2 separate regions of the Macaca mulatta genome follow, and region 2 is linked to region 1. Evidence: chromatin contacts called from public Hi-C data. All regions are on one chromosome and are shown on one strand. Each heading gives the region's core, a stretch centred on a gene start, on an enhancer-like site or on the middle of the called end of the contact. The rest is flanking DNA. Distances are from core to core; before and after follow the strand shown.

Region 1 (3,561 bases), core at 774-3,273:
GTCAGCAGGACAGTCTCTGATTCTCTGGCAGGGCATCCCAAGGTTGAACTTGGAAAATGTTTTTTAGGAAGATTGTTAGGTTATGTGAATTATTAATATCTGTAACTGTACATAATACACAATTTCAGGTAGAAAAGTTTTTTTTTTGACCTGACCCAGGAATAAATCACCTTACAGATTTTGAAATAAGGGTCAAAGTTCCAAACAGCAGACTTACAAACAAGTTTTTGGAACACAAGTCAATTGTAGGTTGGGCAGTGGCTATTCTGAAGCTAAGTTTTTACATGAATCCTTTTACCTACTGACACTGAGCTACAGCTGCGTTTCAGGATTAACTAACACCACTGCCTGTTTTTCTAGATTATATGTCATATCAACTTGCAGCTGCATGTATAAAATGGCAGTACGAAATCCAGAGAAACCTGTTTTTTCAGAGATATTTTAGGAAGAATGACCTGCAATGCAACTCGGTGAATGGGGCCTTCCTCAACCATTAAATAACCTATCAGAACTATATTGGTAGGCCGAGAGCGCCTGTAATCCCAGCACTTTGGGAGGCCGAGGTGGGTGGATCATTTGAGGTCAAGAGTTCGAGACCAGGTTGGCCAACCTGGCGAAACCCCATCGCTACTAAAAATACAAGAATTAGCCGGGCATGGTGGCGGGTGCCTGTAATCCCAGCTACTTGGGAGGCTGAGACCACGAGAATCCCTTAAACCTGGGAGGCAGAGGTTGCAGTGAGCAAGATCACACCACTGCACTCCAGCCTGGGCAGCTGTAGCCATTGACATGTTTTTCCATCTATCAAAATAGCCCTGACCATCTTATAATAATTCTAAAATTAAAGGAGCTAGTCAATTGCAATATGAAATTTTAAAAGTTGGTCAGTTTTGCCCTCTTTTCTCCTCCTAAATCAAGTTTTCAAACTAAAAGTTTCTATGTTGGATCAAGTAAAGTTCTAAACGCTGTGTACCTATCTAGTATTGACTTCATGGAAATAGCCCATCAACAGTCAACTGAGCACATGCACTGTGTACGTTCGTTGTATACGTGCGTTTGCATGTGTGTAGGGATGTATGTAGACAATAAAGTAAAACAAGCTTCATGCCGCTATATCCACATTTCTGCCCAGTATCTCTGGGGACCAAGAACATTCATTTTCAAGACGGAAGGTCAGAAATTAATCCAGTTTTTTGTTATTGTTTTACCTGAAATGGGGGAGAGGTGGGACGACAAATGAGAATAAAGCAGGTTCCTGGGCATCTCCACACATGTAGATCAGATCCTCTGGGAGTGAGGCCCAGGATTCTGAATTTTCACAGTTCCCAATGTGATTCTTTTGCACATTAAGGTACGAGATCAGCAAGCAAAGAGAAGACTTAGGGCTCTCGGGACCCGGGATTAAGGCCTTAGCGGTACTAGAGAGCTAATGGGCACAGTCATTCTCAGGCTGATTTCTGACATAGGAGGAAGAAGAGATTATTGTCCTTATGCCCTTACAGTGTGGACTCTGGACAGAGCAATGGACTAATAAGGGTGTTGGGATTCTAATCCGTGCTTCGTCACGGGTGAGTCTATACTGCGGGCAAAAGTATCTCCCTGGGTCTCTCTGGTCTGCACACTGAAGGGGCTGCACTCCACGGCCCAAGGCCTCTACTGCTCCGGACTCTTTGAACTTAGGCTGACCGAGGCGCATGCACGATCGAGGGACTCGCGCACCAAGCGCGGCTGCACCCCAAGATCGGGGTCTCGCGGCACAAAGGGCGGCAGGGCGGCCGGACCTCGCCCACGCCCAGTGCCCACACGCCCGGAACTCCTGCGGTCGGCACGCGCCCCTCCCGCCGCCCCTCGAGCGCGCGGATGCTGGGGATCCCAGGGGCGGGGTGGCCGCCATTACCCGAAGGCGGCCGCGGGTCCGGCCCGTGGGACGTGGATCCCGGGCTTCAGCGCCGAAAGCAGCAGCCGCAGCCGCAACACGCCTCGGCCACCCAGCACAGCCACCATGGTCACAAGTCGCGTCGCCGGCGGGAGCGCGCATGCGCTGAGACCCAGGGCGGTCCGCGGCCCACTCCGCCCACCCCGCCCACCCCGCCGCTCCATCCTGCTTTGCCCTCTACCCTTCCGGCCCCGCCCCGAAGCCCCGCCCCGAAGCCCCGCCCCGAAGCCCCGCCCCGAAGCCCCGCCCCGAAGCCCCGCCCCGAGGCCCCGCCCCGAGGCCCCGCCCCGAAGCCCCGCCCCGAAGCCCCGCCCCGCCGGGTGCTTTCCTGTGGGCGACGGAAACTCGGCTCGTGGTTTCCCAGTCCTGGAACTGCCTGCACCTGCAAAGACCGTCCCCTCTCGTGCTGGCTCTGGCTCCCGGGCTGAGTGTCCCAGTCGGCGCTGCCCCGCCCCCGCTCGTCGCCTCAGCGACCGTGGCCTTTCCAGGAGTCGAGGCTGCCAACCATAGCGCCCTCGCTGGGTGGGCGTCCACGCGGGGCTCTGGCTCTAAGCCGGCTACTAACGGTGGAAGTGTATTTGCTTTTCAGAGATGATGAGATCTAAATTTTCTTTATACAACTTCACACCCATTAGGATGGCTGCTAGCAAAACCCCCAGAAATTATTGTTGGTGTAGATGTAGAGAAATTGAAGCCCTTGTATATTGCTGTTGGGAATGTAAAATGGTGCAGCCACTGTGATGAACAGTACTGTCGTTCCTCAGAAAATCAGTTATATGATCCAGTATTTTCTTTCCTGGGTATATAACCCAAAATAATTTAAAACAGGGTGTACAAGAAGAAATGTTTTTACACTCATGTTGACAGCAGCACTATTCACAATAGCCAAAAGAGTGGAAGCAATTTAAGTGTCCAAAACCAGATACATGGATAAACAAAATGTTGCCTGTGCATGCAATGGAGCATTTTTTAGCCTGAACAAAGAACGAAATTCTGACACATGCTACTACATGAACCTGGAGGGCACTATGCTGAGGGAGGTAAGCCAGTCACAAAAAGACATACTGTGTGATTCCACTTATATAATAAGGTGCCTAGAGGAGTCAAACTTCTAGGGACAGAAAATACAGTGGAGGTCGTCGGGGGCTGGTGGAAGTGGGAATGGAAAGTTGGTGTTTCCTTGGGACAGTGTTTCAGTTTGGGGAGATGGATTTTCGTGATGGCTGCATAACATTGTGAGTGTACTTAATGCCACTGAACTATACACCTAAAAGTGGTTTAAGTGGTAATTTTATGTATGTTTTACCACACTTAATGTTTGCTTTGACTATATAATTCCAGCTTTATAAATGTTATAGACATTATCTAATTGAAAGCTCAGTGGAGAAAAAAACCACTATTGCTTTAAGTCTATCGTTCTGCCTTAATTGGAAATAACTGGCAGATTTGTGGCTACTGTTGTAGCCTTGGCTTGAATAATTGGAGACAACAGCTTCTTTGCATATTGCATGACTGTCCCTCCAAGAGACCTTTTTGGTGTCAGTCAGTCCTGTGGGCACAGTGCTTGTAGGTGTTACTCATGGAAATGTCTGCCACCTGCAGTGTCCTCACTGGCCCTTTGGAGT
Region 2 (3,561 bases), core at 284-2,783, 110 kb after region 1:
TATTCCTTTTCATGTATTTCTTTGGCTGAGATCTTCGGAGATTAAAGGTTAAACTGATTTATTTTTTCACAGATTAAAGGTTAAACAAGCTGATTTTTGGCCAGGCATAATGGTTCATGCCTGTAATCCCAGCACTTTGGGAGGCGGAGGCAGGCGGATCACCTGAGGTCAGGAGTTTGAGACCTGCCTGGCGAACATGGTGAAACCCCATTTCTACTAAAAATACAAAAAATTAACCGAGCGTGGTGGCGAGCACCTGTAATCCCAGCTACTCGGGAGGCTGAGGTAGGAGAATAGCTTGAACCTGGGAGGCGGAGGTTATAGTGAGCTGAGATTGCGCCATTGCACTCCAGCTTGGGCAACAAGAGCGAAACTCTGTCTCATTAAAAAAAAAAAAAAAGAAAGAAAAATGAGTTCAAGACCCGCCTGGCCAACATGGCGAAACCCCCGCCTCTACTAAAAATACAAAAATTAGCTGGGCATGGTGACGGGCGCCTGTAATCCCAGCTACTTGGGAAGCTGAGGTGGGAGAATCGCTTGAACCCGGAAAGCAGAGGTTGCAGTGAGTGGAGATTGCCCCACTGCACTCCAGCCTGGGCAACAGAGTGAGACCCTTCTCAAAAAAAAAAAAAAAAAAAACAGGGCCGGGCGCGGTGGCTCACACCTGTAATCCCAGCACTTTGGGAGGCTGAGGCGGGCAGATCACGAGGTCAGGAGTTTGAGACCAGCCTGACCAACATGAAACCCGACTCTGCTAAAAATACAAAAAATTAGCCAGGCGTGGTGGCGCGTGCCTGTAATCCCAGCTACTCAGGAGGCTGAGACGGAAGAATTGCTTGAACCCGGGAGGCGGAGGTTGTAGTGAACCGAAATCGTGCCACTGCACTCCAGCCTGGGCGACAGAGCGAGACTCCATTTCAAAAAAAAAAAAAAAAAAGCTTATTTATTTTTTTTCAGAGAGATTATAGATTAGAGAAGCTGATTTTTTTTTTCCAGACTGCCACAATATCCTTGACAAAGGCAGTGCAAAACAGTGGTTCACCTGCACCTTCAGGGCAGCGCTGGGCAACGCACGGGCCTAAACCCCGGTACCCGCTTTACAGACTGACCTCGGGCCAGCTGATTCCTACTTGTAATGTGACTATGATACCAGCACCCGTTCCATAGGGTTGACGGCAGGTTCAACCAGACGATTCGACACCGGGGCCCTGCGTGCGGGCGCGTTCAGTTACAACCAACTACCATCCTATGTTCAGAATGGTTCCTGGCCTGGGCGCGATGACCCACAGGGCCATATGTCCGGCCAGGTGAAATCCCAGGGAGCGTTCTGGCCCTCCAGTCCGGGAACTGTCCCTCCCAAGTCCCCCGGTCCCCGACCGGGGATCACTCACCCTCCGACCAGCGCACGCCCCAGTAGGTGCCTCAGGGCTGGGACCCGCGTCTCCCCAAGGACCGCTCTCGGAGTTGCCCCAGGTTCCGGCCGCACAGGGCCGCGCACTCGCAGACGCCTGGCGGGCGGGAGCGCTGCGACTGCGCCCTCGGGGACCAGGGACACGCGCCAACCCAAGCAGCCCAGAACCCGCCCCGAGACGCGGGACTGCAGGCGTCTTTCCGCAGCACGCCTGCTACACTGAGGCCCCGCCCACTCCCGGTCCCGCCCATGATCCGCGCCCCGCCCCTCCCCCGCCCACACCCCCATAGCACCGCCCACACCCCGCCCCCATAGCAACACCCCGCCCCGCCCCATAGCCCCGCCCACACCCCATAGCACCGCCCCGCCCCGCCCCCATAGCACCGCCCACGCCCCGCCCCATAGCCCCGCCCACACCCGCCCCGGAGCCCCACCCACACCCCGCCCCGGCGGTGCACCGCCTCGCTCCACGCCCTCCCACGCCCAGGCCCCGCCTCCACGCCGGCGTCCCGCCCCACCCACACTTCTCCCCGGCCCCTAAGCTCTGTCCACTCCCCGCCCCTGAGGTCCGCGCGGGGCCTCGCCCCGCGATCCAGGATTGAGGAGGACCCTACTGGCTTCCAGGGAGGTGGAAACTGGATTGATAGAAATCCAGCGCGGGGACGCTGTGCCGAGAAGAGGGACGCCCCTGCCCTGCGCCTCCCGCTCCCCATCCCTGGCAGGTATCCCGGTTACAGAATGAGGGTCCGTGGTGCAAAAGAAAGAATGAGGCCGGGCGCGGTGGCTCAAGCCTGTAATCCCAGCACTTTGGGAGGCCGAGATGGGCGGATCACGAGGTCAGCAGATCGAGACCATCCTGGCTAACACCGTGAAACCCCGTCTCTACTAAGAAATACAAAAAAAAAAATAGCCGGGCGAGGTGGCAGCCCTGTAGTCCCAGCTACTCGGGAGGCTGAGGCCGGAGAATGGCGTGAACCCGGGAGGCGGAGCTTGCAGTGAGCTGAGATCCCGCCACTGCACTCCAGCCTGGGTGACAGAGCGAGACTCCGTCTCAAAAAAAAAAAAAAAAAAAAAAAAGAATGAGCCACTGATACACTCATCAGCTTGCTCGGATCTCCCAGGGAGTTAGGCTGGTGAGAGAAACCAGTCCCAAAGGTCACTCACCCACGGCGCCGCTGGTGTACTGGTATTATGCAAGATGCTCCCCCAAAGGTCACGCACGGATGGTTCATTTCTCCAAAAAACAGAGGAGAGAAATGCAGGACTTATTAGCGGTACCCAGGAGTTAGGGAGGCGGGTGCGTGTGGCTATAAAAACGCAACCCAGGGGTTGCCTGTGAAGGAATCTGTGTCCCGCGGAATGCAACACGCCGTTGGGATACTGGACCGTCCTTTGTGAGATGTCACCATCGGGAGAAACCGGATAAAGGGCGCATGGCTCCACAGAAAAAGTTCAATTAAAGGAAAATGGTTTAAGGCCAAAGAAAGGCCTAGAAAATGGGAAGTCTTGGAACCAGAGCCAGTGGGGGGTTGGGGGCGGTGTTGGGGAACAGTTTGGGCCGATTGTCTTTCTCCAGCGCTTGCTGGATTCTGCCACCCCATTTGGCAGCCACCTGCCACTGTGACCTCTCCAAGTCCCTTCTCCAAACTCTATACCTTGATTTCTGGTGTCCTAGAAATAGAGACCAGAAACATTGATGTCCCACTCCAACAACAGAGCAGAAGGAAGGAAGGTTTCCCCTGTGTTTAGAATGTTCCTAATGAAAATAACTGCAACTGTTGATTGCACTTCCTGAGAGTCGTTGGGACTTTCCCTCTCATATACTTACTGGTTCATTCGTTCGTTCATTTTGCTTTAACTCACAATGGAACTGCCCATCCTAAGGTGTAGTGCTGGCATTGGTCTATGTATTGATGATGTTCTCCTTGTCTTCAGAGGTGAGAATGTGCCCTCTCTCTGAGATGCCCTCTTGCCCCTAAGCTCCCCAGCGGGGAACAGGCTGCCTTGTCTCGTGAGTCCAGATCCTGGGAGCAGCTTTCATTTAGGAATGCAACGGCAGGTCCTGGGAGCATTGGCGCCTGCGCGCCCATCATGCGAGTCTGTGATGCAACGTCACCACCTTGTGGCAGCGAGGAGATATCACAACGTGG

What was found. Hi-C and Micro-C count contacts between places; a contact is called where the count stands out from the background.
Region 2: a Hi-C map of fetal cortex germinal zone shows a contact between it and region 1, with 5 times the contacts expected there. The contact joins the promoter of NQO2 here to the promoter of BPHL in region 1. A contact is called at or near these places in 4 of 14 Hi-C or Micro-C datasets (CD4 T cells, blood, fetal cortex germinal zone and 1 more).

What each region holds. Positions count from the first base shown.
Region 1 is chr4:180,145,488-180,149,048 of T2T-MMU8v2.0, forward strand. It overlaps BPHL (biphenyl hydrolase like), which reads right to left and starts at 2,024. Exons shown (of 6, transcript XM_015135441.3): 1 at 1,898-2,024. The coding sequence starts at 2,004.
Region 2 is chr4:180,252,370-180,255,930 of T2T-MMU8v2.0, forward strand. It overlaps NQO2 (N-ribosyldihydronicotinamide:quinone dehydrogenase 2), which reads right to left and starts at 1,534. Exons shown (of 7, transcript XM_078001015.1): 1 at 1,392-1,534. It overlaps LOC144340590 (a long non-coding RNA gene), which reads left to right and starts at 2,394. Exons shown (of 2, transcript XR_013416860.1): 1 at 2,394-3,561.